3 separate regions of the Zea mays genome follow, and all the other regions are linked to region 3. The links are chromatin contacts, called in public Hi-C maps. All regions are on one chromosome and are shown on one strand. Each heading gives the region's core, a stretch centred on a gene start, on an enhancer-like site or on the middle of the called end of the contact. The rest is flanking DNA. Distances are from core to core; before and after follow the strand shown.

Region 1 (3,067 bases), core at 43-2,542, 510 kb after region 3:
GTGGTGGAGAAGGTTGCACATAAGCGAGAGGTTACGAGTTCGAATCTTACTCTCCGTAAAACATGATGTGCAGCCCTTGGTAGTTGGTACTTGAAACTGCTCTCCCAATAAGAGCACACCCTCTAAATTCTAATTCATTATTTGAGAGTTATTAATAAAAAAATTTCTTTCTATGTATTTTTATCATCCAATTATCGCTTCTCTATATGTTATGTGCAAGAGAACATGTAAATAGACTCTTACAACCTTCACCGTACCTTCAGCTGTGGTTAGTCCATTGCTACAATATATTTGTTTGCCTTTACAGTTGATAACATCAAATGAAATTGTCTACAACAATAAGAGCACCCTCTCTAAATTCTAAATTATTATTTGAGAGCTATTAATATAATAATAACTCTCTATATCCTTTTATCCTCCAACTACTGTTTCTCTACATCTTCTGCACAAGAGAGCCTATCTCGTTCTTTATTTTAAGCTATCGAGAAACAACTAGCTAATAAGTTGTTGGGTGATATTTTTTACTAAAATCTATATTTATATTAATTGTTCATTCATCCTTAGTTATAAGATTTTTTTATTTTTATACTATTTTTATCATATATCTAGATATAATATATATATATTGAAATATACTACTCTTCTAAAATTGTAGTCATTTTATCTCTTCGTTTTATATCTATATTCAAATGGACGAAGATAAATATAAATATAAATATAAATATATATATATATATATAATGAATCTATTAATTAAATAAAACCAATTAATTTGGTAGGGAGGGAATATTATATAAGCTATATAGCTTAAAAAGCTAAAGCATCTTATAACTTAAAATGATGAAAGAAAATTCAGAGGTGGGAAAAAGGAGCTTGAAGTTGCTTTGATGTGTCCACGTGTTGCAATAGAAAAAAAAAGATAATGGCATATTTAATGACGGGGGATTTTTCAGGCAGAAAGCACTACTAGCATCACATCAGATCTTCTAGAAGAAAGTGAATTCCTCTTCTCGTGTGTGGAAGAGAAAAAAAATTGAAGGATACGTATATGCGAGACTTGTGCGTCCACAAACAGGTTCCATCAAGGCCGGATAACTGGACACCGCACATCTTTCGGGTCACAGCGAATCGACAAGCTAGCAGTGCCGGCCCTCACGTAGTCAGCAGTCAGCACTGCCGGCGACGCGTAGACCGAGTCCCTCATCAAAGAGTCCGCAACCTACCAAGTACCAACCAACCGCCTGGGCTGGGCAGGCGAGCAAGACAAAGCACGCCAAGCGGCAAGCGCAAGTCCAACAGCCCGCATCGCTCACTCCGTCACTCACTCGGCGCGGCGCCCATCCCCGCGGTTCTCACGAGCGCGCGCGCCTGCGTCCGGCGCCGTCCGCCATGGCGTCGTCCAAGCCTTTATTCCCCTTCCCCGTCCCCGCCCCCGACCCGTCCGACGAGGTCGTGCGCGAGTTCGGCCCGCTGCTCCGGGTCTACAAGAGCGGCCGCATCGAGCGGCCCCTGGTGGCTCCGCCCGTGGAGCCTGGCCACGACGCCGCCACGGGGGTCCAATCCAAGGACGTCCACCTCGGCTCCTACTCGGCCCGCCTCTACCTGCCCCCCGTGGCCGACGCCGGTGCCAAGCTGCCCGTCGTCGTGTTCGTGCACGGCGGCGGCTTCGTGGCCGAGTCCGCCGCCTCGCCCAACTACCACCTCTTCCTCAACAGGCTCGCCGCCGCCTGCCCCGCGCTCGCGGTCTCCGTCGACTACCGCCTGGCGCCCGAGCACCCGCTCCCGGCGGGGTACGACGACTGCCTCGCCGCGCTCAAGTGGGTGCTTTCCGCCGCCGACCCCTGGGTCGCCGCCCACGGGGATCTCGCGCGCGTCTTCGTCGCCGGGGACAGCGCCGGCGGCAACGTCTGCCACTACCTCGCCATCCACCCGGACGTCGTCCAGGCGCAGCAGCAGGGCTGCCCGCCGCCGCTCAAGGGCGCCGTGCTCATCCACCCCTGGTTCTGGGGCTCCGAGGCCGTGGGCGAGGAGCCCAGGGACCCCGCCGTGCGCACCATGGGCGCCGGACTCTGGTTCTTCGCGTGCCCCGATGCTAATAGCATGGAAGACCCGCGGATGAACCCCATGGCGCCCGCCGCACCGGGACTCCACACGCTGGCGTGTGAGCGCGTCATGGTGTGTACCGCGGAGGGCGACTTCCTCAGGTGGCGCGGCCGCGCGTACGCCGAGGCGGTGGCCGCGGCGAGGGGAGGCCGCCTGGGGCAGGCCGCCGGCGTCGAGCTGCTGGAGACCATGGGAGAGGGCCATGTCTTCTTCCTCTTCAAACCCGACTGCGACAAGGCCAAGGAGATGCTGGACAAGATGGCGGCTTTCATCAATGCGCCGTGAACGTGAACGTGATCCGTGACGCGTGCGCCCTTGTTCCTTTGTGTTTGCGTGACAATGTGGAAAATAAAATAATATATTTCAGCTGTTTTGGAAATTTTTGCCCACGCATCGACTAGCCAACTTGATGCCAAATTCATCGTTCACGCAAAATTGGACTACTTCAGGTGAAGAGCATATAATCTATGCTAACGTTACAATTCTGATGAGAGGGGCACACAATTTTGATGAGAAGTCGATAACGGCGGCACGAGCGGCCACGAGGTCACCCTTAAGGGAATGAGAGATAAAAAAATATTTAAATAATACTGATTGAGTAAGGGTTGCTTTGGCGGCATGGCTCCTTGAGCGGGTCTAGTTTGGACTCATCATGAAGCCCTACCAAATGATCACAAAAAAATGTTTCTCGTCAAGAGCCTCTAAAGAGCTATAACCGTTTTTTATTACATCATGATGCCCGAGACATCCACATAGTCATTAACATAGATCAAAGTGCGAAAACGAAACATAGAACCACACGCCCTTCACAGGCAGCCGACTGGAGGTTTGCCGCTAACCCACGCCTAGAACTTATCATAGTCTTGAAACGCCTGAAAATCCTCCACCGGGACTTCATCTTCTCCCGAGCAGTGGTTGCAATGTGGACAACCTGTGGGTTTTGGTGTTATAAAGCAAGGATGGG
Region 2 (3,170 bases), core at 266-2,765, 370 kb before region 3:
ATAGGATAGCTGATGCTTTGAGTAGTGTGAAAGGGATATAGTTATGTTGAAGAATGATATTGTGGATCATATCGATTTATTTATGTGAAACGTATGTTAATGGTGAATGCATAACTTATAAAAAAAACAAGTTTCTATTATGAAAAAAATTTCCTTGTCAATTAGTGCAGAAAATAAAGGTTTACAATCAACTTGAATATCATCAGTCTCCTACAAGGCTAGGGGCATTACAGACATTTCATAGCAAACCTACAGTTTCACAGTTGTTCGAACCAAACGGCTTTCTGCTTTTTTCACAACTCATATCCCACAACAGTTTTTTCACAGCTCACAACCCACAACAGTTTTTTTTCACAGCCACAGCTCAGCCAAACAGACCCTTAGTACCATTATGTCAAAAATAGTGATATGGCAATTGGCAACAAGGTACCACAAAAGCTAAAATGCAAGTTTTATAGGACAGCGATTAGACCTGCTATGTTGTATGGTATGTTCAGCCTACAAAAAGACGACATGTTCAGCAGATACACAAAAGCTAAAAGAAAAGTTTTATAGGAAGGCGATAAGACCTGCTATGTGCTTATGTTGTATGGTGTACAATGTTGGCCTACAAAAAGATGACATGTTCAGCAGATAAGTGTTAGAAATACCTATGTTTCATTGAATTTGTGGTCGTACAAGAAGAGATCAAGTCCCGAATGATGGATCTGTGGTCATACATGAAGAGATCAAGTCTGGAACAATGATATATGTGATAGGGTAGGGTAGCACCAATTGCAGAAAAGTTTGTCCAACAACGGTTAAGATGGTTTGGATATGTCCAACGGAGACCTCCAGAGACATCAGTGTGTAGTGGATCCTAAGACGAGGCCGTAATGAGAGGAGAGGAAGAGCAAGACCAAAGTTGATATAGGAAGAGACATTTAAAGGAGATTTGAAAGGATGTGAAGGGTGCATGAAAAATAGATATCCATGTGCCGAATCTTGACTTCTAAACTTGCTTGGGATAAAATACTTTTTGCTGTTGTTGTATAGACCGGATAGCAACTACGCTTGATATCCAGTATTCCTACTTTAAGGTATGGTTTAGTCTGTCAGGCTAAAACATTTCATTAAGCAATCGCCTAAAGACTACAGCAAAATCCTAAATAAACTGAATACACAGTATAAACAGGGGCAGACGGGACCATGGGTATACACATGTATAAACCTTTTTGAAAAAAAAACGCGGGCATAATATATGTATACTACACTTGTAACTGGATCAGATCAGATCCGAATACAAATAGCTTGGGTGCTAGGTTTCGCGCGCAGGAACCGAAAAGGGGTGGGCAAACCTGGTGGGTGTTCGTCGCCGGTGAAGGTCCAAAGGTGGAGACTCGGGCACCTGGCGTAGGTCGGCGGCGGCGGCCGCCCAATCGTCAGCTCGTCGCCACCAGAGACAAGAAGAGAGTCGCAGAGCGCAAGGGAGGTAGGAGAACGAGAGAACCGATTGAGAGAAATAGAAATCGAGTATACGGGGGCACGGGGCTGCGGGGGTAACTGGGCTGGAGAACAAAAGCAGGCCGCTGGGCGCTGGCGGCTGGCCAGGATAACAACGGGTCGGATTTAGGTTGTCTCTCCTAGTTTACCCATTTTGTCTCATGTTTAATCATTTATTTTCAATTAATAGAATATGTGATGACACACAAAAATAAATATTATAATTTATCTTAGCTAAAAGACGTGAAAAGGTATGAGTTAGAAAATAGTTCGACAACCTTTTTATATGCGGCTCAATCGTTTGTCTTCTTTTAGCGAACACAGTGATATTATATAAGCGTTGCATTGTGTGTGGCTTACTTACGTATTGAGTTTAGATGGTCATTACCTATCTACGAGGTAACGAATTACTAATAAGGGTTTAAGAGGTTTTCATGCACCACTACTAGGAGAGGAATAAACCTACACACTACACACTTCACGCAGGACGACTATGCTTTATAGTAATAGAAATGTCACTATATGAACATTGCAACCTACGATATAAATGGTGTTTTGTATGACTATATACACGATTTGATAGGACAGTATAAAGCTCTATCTAATGGAGCCCAGTAAAGCATCTCGCACCAAATATAGAGCACAGTTGTCTAATGATCCTCTTATATATTATTTGTATTAAGAAAAAAGCTCTCAATACATATGACAAGAATATTATGCTTTTCTATATTTTAATTAAGTTCTTTTCTTTGTGATATTAATATTGTTTAAGCCATGTAATATAGCAATAATATGTATTATGGTAGTATAAATATTATATGATTTTCTTATAATTTTAAAAATAATAAATAAGTGACAAATAATTAAGTTATAGTCTCTACTATGGGCATGCTTGTTTCGGCTTCTCAGCTTATTCTAGCGGGCAGAAGCGAATTCTAACCACCAAATGCTTCGCTTCTCAATTGCTTATGTGAAAATCGTTTATGTAAAAACCATCCAAATCAATACAAATATGAATTTGCCAAGTTGTTGCATCGGAAAAAAAACATCGCTCCTAAACCCTAAATCGTACAGACCCATTCATCATGCTCCACACACAAGCTCCGCGATATACACATTCTTGTGATAGCTAGATTATCCATGAATCTAGATTATTATAAAAGCTCTCAAGAAAATTTGAACCAAACAGACTGAAAGCTCTCTTGTGGGTTTTGGTGTTTGGATGACAACCCAATTAAAGGACTAATAAGTGTGTTAAGTGTTGAACAGGTGCCTAATGCAAAGATAATAGGGTTCAACACAAGTGAACAAGTGTGATGGTCCAAAGACTGGATTATCTATAGATAATGAACAATGCTTAAGTGAGACTCGGTGTGCGTAACTCAGAGACAACCGATCAAGCCAAGGATGGAGGCAAGAAGAGCTTCGAGGTACCGAGTGCACGGGATAAGGTCAAGGAGACCAGGAACCCAAAGCCAGGGGTGAAGAAGAAGACTTGCAAAGTCAAGGTTGATCGAGTTAAGAGTTATGGTGCATCAAGGATCACTACATAAGGACATGACTTACAACCAATGAGGTAACATCTACAGTTATGTGGTGTAAGTCATAAGGCTCAAGATCAAGCTCGAGAAGTGAACAAGGGGGTCAGAGCTCAGATATGTCAATCAGATCAAGTCAAGTTGACTTGA
Region 3 (3,120 bases), core at 259-2,758:
TTGGGTTTGAAAAACATACTCAGTTCACAATGGGCAGTCAAAATCATCCCGAAAATGTGATCTTTAGGCCATGTTTGGTTTCAATTAGTATTAGGACTAAACTTTAGTCCTAGAACTAAACTTTAGTCCCTACTTGTTTGGTTATAGGGGCTAAATAGATTCTAAAGTCATTAAATACATTGTCCAAAGACTTAAATGCCCTTGGAATACACTCATGTGGGCTTTTAGTCTCTTTTAGCACCTATGTGAAGGACTAAAGACTAAATCATTTTAGTCCATATTTTAGTCCTAGTGTTTGGCAAAAAAGGGACTAAATGAGACTAAAAACTAGAGACTAATCTTTAGTCCCTCTAACCAAACACCCCCTTAACAGAAACAAGGTGTAGTAAATCATGCAGATAAGCATATTTGATAACAATCACACTGTTCTACGTATGAAGGCGGTTTGCAGCTGATCCAAGCTTGTTGTTTGCTCTAACAAAGCTCAGCGTAGTTGCTTTGTCGATTTTTGCCACAAAAGTTTAGCCCCAATTCACGTTTTCGTAAAATCTCAGACAACGTTTGATGAAAACCCGTTTAGAAAACATAGTAAAATCCATCCTTGCTTCTTTGGCCCAATAATTTAGTATATCAGCAGTAGGCGCCACCAGACCACGCAAGCGGCCATGAGCACGTACAGGTACAGGAAGATGCCTACGCCATCAGTCGACATCAAAACGCGATCTCCCCCTTCTAAGAAATAAAAAAGGATATGTCCACCAACCAGATCGCCATGAACTCCAAGAAGGAAAGACCATAGCAAAAAAAAAATGTAATAAGAAAAAGATAAGGGCGCTCGGAATCCAACCTCCCTCCAAACAAATCTCAAAACATCATTGGCTGAGCCAAGAGCTTATTCAGACTTCAAATCTGAAACGCGACGAGGGCCTTAAAAATCGACCTTTTCAATGCACGACCGCCATTACCCCAGGTGAGGAACGGAACCCCCAAGAACCCCAGGTGCAAAAGGAAGTGCACGGCGGGATCCAAAGCTTTGCGCGTAGGAAGAGATAGAGGGAGACCCACACCCACCGGTCGGTGAAGAGCATGCCGAGGCCGAAGCTGAATGCGCAGAGCAGCAACACCCTCCACCTGGCGGAGGACCTGCGGTCCATCGCCCCGCCTTTCCCCTTCATCGCCTCCCTTCGGCGACGCTCCGAATCTTGTCCTCGGATGGCGGAACAAGCCTGAACTCAAGTAGGCAGAGCTCCGCTCCGGAGGCCGGAGCAGCTCAGCAAAGACGAGCACCCTCCCGTGGATTTCGGCCAAACACGCACGGAGATTTCAGGGCCAGGCCGCGTCCGAAGCAGGCGTCAAGGGCAGCGGTCACCGAGGTGGTGAGCCGAACGAGTGGGGAGGAGGAAGCTGGCCGCCTGAAACTCTGCAGACTGCAGTGGAGCGCGTGATGTGCCCTTGCCCCCCACACTTTGTTGTCATCCTCCTCTTCCCACTTTTGAAAGCATTTTCGTTCCCTTTTCTTTTTCTTCACTCCTCAATATATATATTTTTTCTTTTGCCCATTTACTGCTGCATTTGGACGGGTGCCCTGCCGTGCAAGGTGGGCTGGTGTACCTCCCTGTCAGGTCCAAGAAAAGGAAATAAATACAGCTTGTTTATGGTATTAAAACCATACTAATCATTGTTTTCACTTAGATTCTCACTTTTCTTGGGTGTGATTAAAACTTTTTGATCCCAAAGGTAGGCTGTACTAGACCATGGCTGCAAAATGGCACGGGAGAATCGAAGCAGGCCATCTGGTTGCTTCAATTGTTTGATCATGTGATGTGATGCAGCACAGCAGCAGGAGGTACGTCATTAGTCTTGACGAGCTGGTGATTGGTTGGACTTGGGCCATTGTTTTGAGTTAGGTACGGTATATCAGTCACGGATGTAAATAGGTTAACTAAGATCCAGGGTCTCGACTTGTTTACGAATGAACGTCACCTAGACTAACGAGAAGAGAGAACAAGTTTTATAGCACAAAAATAACCAGAGAGTAATGCATCGCCTTGAAAACTACTGTTAGGACTGTACAGCATTGTACGAGTAGTAGGAAGGACGAAAGGTTGGCGAAAGACAACATGGGAAGTCAGGACGGTTGAGAAATCCTTTTGCTTCCAAAACAAACGACGTTGCCGGGTGCAAAAATGGGTTTTAAAAAAAGGTGCACTTTGTTTGATTAGGCACCTACGGCCTATCATAAGGTGAAGATGGTGTTGATAACTTTTTAGGGCACCAATCACTTAACAAGAACCACCAGCGGTGCTTTCTGGTCAGGCGTGGACGGTCCGCGGCACAGGGCCGGACGGTCCGCGACCTGGCACAAGGCTAGGGTTCCCTGCCTGACGGCCGGACGGTCCGCGACCTGGCGATAGGGTCGTCTTCCTCCTCCTTGCTGGAATCTAGATCTCGTCCCCTAGGGGGAAAAGATCTTAAGGTGCTCTGGGTCGACAGGTAACCCAGGGCGTCCCTAGACGACGTCGCCTAGGAATTAAGAGATCAATTCGAGGAAGATGTCTTGGATGGACAACTAGATCTTGCCCCCCGGGAGGGGTGAGATCCTAGGGTCGTCTTGGGATCGGCAGACCACCCAAGACAGATCTAGACGACGTAGAGTCGAATAGGGGTGGAGGTGGATATGTGGAAGACTACAACTAGAACTATGCTACATCTACTCCTAGGGCAGGAAAAGTAAATAAGGTAATTGGTTCGATTGGAATGTGTTCGGGGGTTCTCAATCGGCCGTACCCCTTTATATTTATAGGGGAGGAGGTCTGGACCTTTTCCTAAGAGATAGCCAACAAACTTCCACGTGATTAGATGGATAACCACGTACGAGATAAGGATAAACATCCGAGTTAATCTAATCTCGGGACACGCGGACCGTCCGGGCCCAAGGGCCGGACCGTCCGCTCATTTTGGTGTCCAACATATGCCCCTGCCTTTTAGTGGAGCTTGGCGAACCAAAAGCATCAGCGAAAACTTCGGAAACAATTGACCTCATGAGCTTTTGTTCCCGAAGTAAGGACTCAGCTCGATGCAAGTCATCGGCTCTTGCGATCAGATAATATAAATACTTGA

The links. A called contact is a pair of places that touch in the nucleus more often than the background predicts.
Region 1: a Hi-C map of ear shows a contact between it and region 3, with 1.8 times the contacts expected there. The contact joins the promoter of LOC100283652 here to the promoter of LOC100192632 in region 3. A contact is called at or near these places in 2 of 25 Hi-C or Micro-C datasets (ear and tassel).
Region 2: a contact with region 3 is called in a Hi-C map of ear, with 3 times the contacts expected there. The contact joins the promoter of LOC100192630 here to the promoter of LOC100192632 in region 3. A contact is called at or near these places in 3 of 25 Hi-C or Micro-C datasets (ear, endosperm and tassel).

Annotation. Positions count from the first base shown.
Region 1 is chr4:127,598,763-127,601,829 of Zm-B73-REFERENCE-NAM-5.0, forward strand. LOC100283652 (gibberellin receptor GID1L2) reads left to right here and starts at 1,293. Exons shown (of 1, transcript NM_001156553.2): 1 at 1,293-2,479. The coding sequence starts at 1,390. The coding sequence ends at 2,388.
Region 2 is chr4:126,723,238-126,726,407 of Zm-B73-REFERENCE-NAM-5.0, forward strand. It overlaps LOC100192630, which reads right to left and starts at 1,516. Exons shown (of 2, transcript NM_001137844.1): 1 at 1,338-1,516.
Region 3 is chr4:127,090,959-127,094,078 of Zm-B73-REFERENCE-NAM-5.0, forward strand. LOC100192632 (avr9 elicitor response protein) reads right to left here and starts at 1,509. Exons shown (of 11, transcript NM_001137846.2): 1 at 1,072-1,509. The coding sequence starts at 1,175.